Regions from separate parts of the Danio rerio genome. Here region 2 is linked to region 1. The links are chromatin contacts, called in public HiChIP or PLAC-seq maps. All regions are on one chromosome and are shown on one strand. The core of a region is the stretch at or near the end of the contact, and the rest is flanking DNA. Distances in the headings are between cores, read along the strand shown.

Evidence for each region. HiChIP or PLAC-seq counts read pairs in DNA pulled down with a chosen protein or histone mark.
Region 2: a contact with region 1 is called in an H3K4me3 HiChIP or PLAC-seq map of gastrula embryo, with 3 times the contacts expected there. The contact joins the enhancer-like site here to the promoter of spred1 in region 1. A contact is called at or near these places in 6 of 18 Hi-C or Micro-C datasets (caudal fin, embryo, fibroblasts and 2 more) and 2 of 4 datasets of contacts at active chromatin or transcription factors (embryo and gastrula embryo).

What each region holds. Positions count from the first base shown.
Region 1 is chr17:58,778,580-58,782,812 of GRCz12tu, reverse strand. spred1 (sprouty related EVH1 domain containing 1) reads left to right here and starts at 2,175. Exons shown (of 6, transcript NM_213232.1): 1 at 2,175-2,285. The coding sequence starts at 2,257.
Region 2 is chr17:59,061,091-59,065,323 of GRCz12tu, reverse strand. It overlaps meis2a (Meis homeobox 2a), which reads right to left. Exons shown (of 13, transcript NM_131896.1): 13 at 3,946-4,233. Among named protein-coding and RNA genes, the nearest start is that of meis2a, 110 kb to the right of the region's middle. Within about 2 kb of position 2,248, at least 23 of the 62 cell types and tissues checked have an H3K27ac peak or open chromatin away from gene starts, as enhancers often do. A contact at or near this core is called in gastrula embryo, where this site is marked.

The sequences.
Region 1 (4,233 bases), core at 926-3,425:
CAGTTTCAGTTTGAAATATCATCAAACTCAAATAAAACCCCGCCCCCTACTCAATATTCAGTTTCAGTTTAAAAAATGTCATAAAACTCAAATAAAACCCCGCCCCTACTTAATATTCAGTTTCAGTTTGAAACATCATCATACACAAATAAAACCCCGCCCCCTACTCATTATTCAGTTTCAGTCTGAAACATCAACATACTCAAATAAACCCCGCCCCCTACTCATTATTCAGTTTCAGTCTGAAACATTATCATATTCAAATAAATCCCGCCCCCTACTCATTATTCAGTTTCAGTCTGAAACATCAACATACTCAAATAAACCCCGCCCCCTACTCAATATTCAGTTCCAGTTTGAAACATTTTCATATTGAAATAAACCCTGCCTCTACTCGATATTCAGTTTCAGTTTAAAAAATGTAGTGATCTGAAAAAATCCTTGATTGGCTCCTGTACTAGAATGCGGGCTTTATTCGCCATATAGCGATCACTGATTGGCTCCTGTACTAGAAGGCGGGGCTTCATTCACCATATTGACAGTTACACTTTTCCCCATTCGTGTGACATGTCTTGTGTATTAGTCTTTAGCATTACTTTCAACCGTCATATGAACAGCGCATCTCTGGTGTGCGACCCCCTTTAGAGAGGCTAACTGTAGTATTGGTAACTTAGCAACCAACAGTAAACAATGCAAGCAGAACGGGGCCAGTCGCATGGGTGTGTTTTTTGCTACACCAGAGTACATTCAGCTAATACATCTCCATTTAGCATTATTTACATTAACTTTCGCACACGTCTGAATACACCTAACAATGAAAACATTTTCGGAAAATTAAGCGATTTTGTGCTTGAAATGTGGCTTTTCCATCACCCATCTCTCATGCCTGTGTGATTTTCGATCTGCTGTGGATTTTACGAGGATCTTCTGGAGAACGGTGTTGGACTTTGTCAGGGTGAAATAACGCTGTTTGGACCCTTCCGTGTGAAGTGAGCGTACGTGTGAGGTGAGGATGTTTATCTGCTGAAGTGAGCGAACTGATCAGAAGCGCAGAGAAACTTCTGCGACAACACACCGTCACCATGGCAACCGGGGAAATCAGGCTCTTTCTGTTCAGAGGAACGCTTATATAATCCACCGCTGCATGACTAACAGCGCTACTGATTCACATTCAGCTCACAGAGATGATCACACAGCCCAGTTAAAGGGCTAGTTCACCCCAAAATCAAAACTCACTCATCATTCAGGCAACTTGGTTCAAACCGTTATGGGTTTCTTCTGTTGAACAATAAAGATACATGTTAGCATTATCTAATATGTTAGCATATATCGGTAGCATTTTCAAAATGTCATTTGGATAAATGTTAGCAACACTGACTTCCATAGTGCTTGTTTTTCCTATTATGGAGGTTTTCGGCTTTCTTCAAAATATCTTATTTTGTGTTTAACAGATGAAGAAACAAACACACAGAGATTTACAACCACATGGGGGTTAATAAATGACATTTTTGGCGTGAACTATCCCTTTAACTACCTCATCTCAATTTTAAATCTCTTTGAACATCTCACCTGAGATAACTGCATTTTTACTGCGTGTTTACGTTGTCATTGCTGCAGTGTGATCTGAAACTCTCTGTCATGTGTGTGTGTGTGTGTGTGTGTGTGCGCGCGTGTGTGTGTGAAGTTTGGCTCTTTCTCCGGTCTGCCGGTCTGGAATGCGCGCTTGTTGCGGGAGCGGCGGAGGGATCCGTGTGGCGCGCTCAGGCCATCCGCACTTCCGCCCAGTTTTCCGCTGTGATTCGCCTGCGCTGAAAATGGAGTTCGCGTAAAGCAGATCCCCAAAGTTCCCAGCAAGAATTCCCATCGTTTTCGTGGATCTTCCCAGTCCCACCCGAGGCTGTCTTTCTCCCTCGGCCTTCCCAAGTGCGCGCCGGTTCCCCAGGACCCGCTTTCGACACCCAATTCTGCGTTTTTGTTGTGTTTTTGCGCCTGTGAAGGGAGTCGCTTGATCCTCCTGCAAACTCGCGTCCGCCGGGACTCTGGGATATTTCTGCGGGATCGCGGGTCACCATGAGCGGGATGTTTTCCCCGCTGGATGCGCTTCAGCGTGCGGACGGATCTAAATCTGGCTTTCGCTGCTTCCACACACCCTTCCCGATCTGAGCGCGGTTTGGCGGCCGCTCTCCATCATGGCCTTCGCGGAGAAACTGGCGCTTCATTCCCCGATGATGTTCACTGGATCCCCGTGAGAGAAACATGAGCGAAGAACCAAACCCAAACAACGAGTAAGTGTGTAAACGGACACACTGGATGCCCGCTGATTAACATGTTTGTATATGTATATGTGTGTACGTGTGTGTGTGACAGTCTTCACTACATCATAATAACACATTTATTACAGGTTTGGTATGAGCGCTTGTCAAGCTGTCATTACAGTGTTGTGTGTTGTTTTGACACCTGAGGAGTGAAGGTGATGGGCAGGTTTGACTGTGTGTTGATTGTGCTCACTGTAATGTTATTTATTTACCGTGATCCCATTAGCGCAGTGTCGGGCCGCGTCTCAATCCCTAGTGAGCTGCCTATGTAGGCAGGATGTGCGCGATTGACACGCGGCCTCGGAGAGCAGGGCGCCATGTTTTCTCAGTCATCTCGAGCCTCATTCATAAAAATGTCGAAAACACGAGACTCGACGGCGGATTTCGGTGCAACGCCACTGCTGTGCTGCTCGTGGGTCGCGGATTTCACGATTAGCGAGCGATATTTGGGTTATTGTTTGTTTTTCTGTCTGTGAGAGAAAGAGAGCTGCGATCATCACGTGACCCGCCTCCATTCATAAAGAACCCGCGTGTCCATTCACTCACACACACACACACACACACACACACACACACACACACACACACACGTATCCGCATATCAGCAGGGATCATGACAGTGTCAGATTTCATTACTGTGATTTTTAATAGTCCTTTAATTTTAATGATAGTAACAACACTTGGTTAACGTAATATCACTATCATTAACATTTTAGGTTGTATTTATTATTGTATTTTGTCTATAATCAATATTTATTTTATTTTCAAACTGTTTAGTTTAAATAGGGAAAATATTGTCATGTGATCAATTATGATCGTCTAATATATATATATATATATTATATTAGTTATTAAATATTTAAATATATTACACACAGTATATATATATATATATATATATATATATATATATATATATATATATATATATATATATATATATATATATATATATATACATACATACATAAAGCGGGGGATGAAGTATTTAACACATTGTATTTTTTTCCCTGGGAATAATATCTCTACAGAAGCTGTTGACATGGAGTTGAAGCAGATTTTTGTAAAAACCCAAACATAAAAACAAAACTAAACAAAAAGAATCAGATAAAAGAGTTGTGTGTAATTAATAACAATGAAATGACAGAATGGGAAAGCACTGAACTACTGAAATGTGTTTAATACTTTATATAAAAGTAATAAATAATATATAATAATAATAATAATAATAAGTAATTCATTTCCCCACTCACAGAATTGATTGACAGACAATTGATTAATATCAACAAGACATGACGTGCGCAAAGAAACCAGGATTAAAAGATGTAAATAAATGCTTAATTTACTCAACTTCATGCAGTTTTGTGAGCTAATCTAACGTGAGGACTGTTTATGCATTACAAATCTGTTATAAATGACAATTAAATAACTCAGTTATATTCTAAAAAGGATGATTCTTGATTTCTGTTCATTTGAAGATACACAAATTAATCTGAATCAAATGAGACATAAATCTTTGCACCCTTATGTAAAATAAAACGACTGTGCAGGTTAAACATCGCTAAATAACATTGAAATTCATCCTAATATATTGTTAAATTAATATATTTTTGTTGTTTTATACAGTTGTATGTTGGATTTTGACACTCCTGTTATTCAGCAGTGTTTAAACTTTACAGTAATTTTACAGTGAATATTAAGACTGGCATCTTTTTGTTTGCAGGTTTAATTAATGTTTTAATGATAATTTGAAGACCATATGCATAGGGTATGCATAGTAGGCTTGTGCCGATAGACGATAGTATCTTGTATGACGATTTTAAAGACGATTTTTAACTCGTTTCGCATCAATGTGAACCTATTACTAGGGCCAGACGGAATCTGCGGATGTTTTTTGCTATTTCTGCAGAGAATTTTG
Region 2 (4,233 bases), core at 999-3,498, 280 kb before region 1:
ATTCTATTAGTTGCATTAAATTTGTAGAATATTTATTATTTATTTAAACAAAATGCGATGAAAAGGAAAGCTTGTAAGGGAAAAGGGAAAAAAATCCTCCAGTGTGAGTTTGATGTCAAAGACAGGTATTAGAAGAACCCGCTGCACACGAAACATTGATATTAATACATTCACATGCCACAATTAATCAGACATGCTGTAGGTTTTCAAAACATCTTATAAATAGCATCTATATTTCTGTTCTGTAATAGTGTTGACCCGTGAGTCACAGCAGAGGATGCTGGAGATCTCCTGGTGCTCAGATTCACCTCTTCAGCCTTCATTAAACATGATCCATCCGCACACACACACACACACACACACACACACACACACACACACACACACACACACACACACACACCACATCACACATCAGCAGTAGTGGTTTAATTGACGGACAGCGCGTCCACTGCCGATGTGTGTGTGTGTGTGTGTGTGTGTGTGTGTGTGTGTGTGTGTGTGTGTGTGTGTGTGTGTGTGTGTGTGTGTGTGTGTGTGTGTGTGTGTGTGTGTGTGTGTGTGTGTGTACAGTTTTACTGATCGCGCGTATAAAGTTCCTCTCATACACAAATACGCACGGAAATTTCTAGAGCATTAGGAGAATAGAGGAAATAAATGGAGAAATGTGTCGTCACGCCCTTATATTTATTCGTTTATTGTGTCACCCAGAAGGGGTCGCTGCGACATTGAGCCCCGGGGTTTGTTCTTTCTCACACACACACACACACACACACATGCACAAATACACCCATTCTCATAAAGATACTCAGACTTTCGTGAATCCCTTATTTTATTTGGGATATTCCTTTTTTTTATTTAGACTAAAAACATTTTAAATATTTAGTTTTTTAAGGTTTGGGTATTTTCTTTTCCATGTTTGACTCGATTTCATTTTATTTAAAATCAGTTGCGAGTAATACTGCAGAAAACTGCCGACATTTTCTGCTTATCCTTTATTTTCATGCTATTGCAACTATTATAGTTATTAATATTGCTTTTAATTTGTAATATTGTTCTGAGGGGTGTTCTCGGGTTTACTGAAATGCAATGAGAAAGATTGTGCATCTGCTGTTTTAACTCCGATTCATCATTATTATTAGTAGTAGTAGTAGAAAACAATTATTCAAAGATGATTCCTTGGATTTACTCAATTTTTTACGTTAAGTGGTTGAAAACAATTTATTTGTGTTGAATTTATACAAACAAATTAAGTTGAACATTATTAAACTTAATTTGTTTGTTTAAATTCAACACAAATAAATTGTTTGCAACAGTTCTGCATGCAACACTGTTTTAGTAGTAGTTGTATCATATTATTATTATTATTATTACTGATTTGGATTGCTGGAAAATTGTCACCTCAAAATTATTAATGAGACAGAGATATGTAAAGTAATAAATAAACTATAATATTAATTATAAATTATAAAATAAATGTCCTGCAATACATTAAACTATATTATCTGTAGCATGTTTAGGATGTAGTTAATTGCAAATGTAACGAATATTATAGGCTACAGCCCCACAAGTATATTATAACCGTTTAGTAATAGCCTATAAAAATATAATAATAATAACAGTAGCCCTGAAATAATAATAATAATAATAATGAAACTAAAATAAATTAAAATTATAGCAGTCTTTCAATGAAGCAGTGATCATCATACGGCACCATCTAAATTATTTAGGCTTCCTAAATTCGTTGTTTACAGTTGATAATTAACAATATAAAACTTAAACAAGAATATAGAGCTATTTCTGTGCACTGACGTCATTAAATAAATCCCCATTTATTAATTATTAGCGATGTGTTGCGTCTGTTATTATGAGAAATGAAGGTGTGTGTGTGTGTGTGTGTGTGTGTGTGTGTGTGTGCGTGTGCGTGTGCGTGTGCGTGTGCGTGCGTGTGTGTGTGCAGACTGTAGTTTTCCCTCAGTTTCTACATGAAAAACAGAAAGAGAGAGAGAGAGAGAGAGAGAGAGAGAGAGAGAGAGAGAGGGGGAGAGAGAGAGAGAGCGAGAGAGAGAGAGAGCGAGAGAGAGAGAGAGAGAGAGAGAGAGAGAGAGAGAGAGAGGGAGAGAGAGAGAGAGCGAGAGCGAGAGCGAGCGTTATTTGCCTGCATGTGCTTTATTGATCAGTGACTGTGAGCTAATGTCATTATCCTCATCAATAGAGAATCACTATGATGCTGACAGTGATTAATGATCAGGGGCCTCTGCGCGTGACCCCCGGGGTCCCACAAACACACACACACACACACAGCAGATGCCGCTTTAGATCAGCGTGTTCCCGGCATTAAATGCTGTATGTGTGTGGAAAACAAGTGTGTGTTTCGTGTGAATAAATTAATGCGGTCTCGACTTTCAGAAATGATTGGAGATTTGTGATCCGATCAGAATTACTCTGCCGGTTTCCTCGTGCTTGCTGTGCGCGTTTCTTCTGCTTTTGTGTGTTCGCGCGTTCCCGCGACTCTGGCAGGAGGATGATGATGATGATGATGATGGTGAAGAAGGCAGGATCATCCATCATTCCTGTCAAAGGCGCAATTCAATCCACCTCCTGTCCCCTATTAATATGAAAATCAGCCCACAATGATGCCGGCTCTCCTTTCGCGTTTTTTCTTTTCTCTTCTCTTTCTTTTCTTCCTTCAGCTCGATTCTGCAATCTGAGAATCATTTTAGCAGGTCTGCTTATTTATCCTCCGAGTATAATTACATAATTTCATTATTATTATTGTTATTATTATTATTATTATTATTATAATTATTATTAAGACATAAACCCATTTATTATTTAGATTTGCTTTTGATATTCGCTAGTTTTAATTCTCTCGTTGTTTTATTGTCATTTTATGTTCTCAATCATCTCGGTGTAATTTTGTTTTATTGCTGGAAAGCACTTTGGGCAGCCCCTTGGTTGTAGTAAGGTGCGATATAAATAAAACAACGTTGATTGATTGTTACATAAATGTTTTATTTTGTTGATTATTTGTAATGTTTAATTAAATCTGCGTATTTAATAAAACAAAACAAACAGTAAATAAATATGTTTGCGTAAATAAAGATCTGTATAGAGATTAAACTAAAACTACAAGCTATTTTTTCCGTGTGTAATTCAGGATGAAAACGCGCATTGAATTTATAACCACGCAATAAGGGTTTTAACAGCTGGATATTAATTTACATTTATAGTACATTATTAATCATACTGTTTTGTATATTATTCATTAACGTTGCAATCATGTGTAGCCCTTTCCCCCTTCACTTTATGTATTTTACAAATATTTGAAAACCTGCTTTATAAGAATAATAATAATATATGCACATTTTCAATTTATTCATTTAATCTTAAAACGAATTCTTCATTATAAATATTTAGGAAATGCATATTAAACATTTAAGTATCGAAAAAAGACTGACTTTCATCCCTATCCGCCTGTAAATGTGCTTTATTTATCTGAGAGCATCTGTCGGAGGTTTCTAGAAATGCGCATTTATGTATTTAACGCGTTTCATTGGTTGCGCTTGCTGCGCATGATTATAACCATCATTATTAATTTGATTTGAATGCATAAATGCATTTGTAAAGATAATAATATTAGTGATAATGATGCAAAGGGTGTGTGTGAGTGAAGCCGCAGTGCAGTTATCAGCCAGCAGGAGGCGCCGCAGAAACTCAAACCGAGAAAAGCGCTGTCAGCTCGGCTTACACTCACAGCAGAGACCGTCCTCTCCTCTGGAGGTGTCTGTCTCACACAACAACAACCACACACACACACACACACACAATCATAAGAGCGAGTTTGTGCAATCATATTAAATAAGAACGATGTTGTATATTAAATAGTTTATATTATATCCACCACGTTTCAATGTGCAACACACCGTACAGCACACATGAATCTACCAAAATCAAAAAAATGAAATATTTATTACAGCATTTGTGACTGAACACCTTTGAAACATTACGCCACAGTCCTCATACATAAAAGTATTGAATGTATTTCTGACAAAGCTCAAGGAGACAGTATTTCATCTTCTAGTGAGGAGCACGTGCTGAGAAAGGAAGGAATCGAGGGTGGGGGGGGGATTCATGGACATACAATATCAATGCCACAGCAGATCTGAAACTAGCAAAAAACATTCGTCTTCAATTGAGGTAAACACATAGAATATCTAACATGAAACAAGT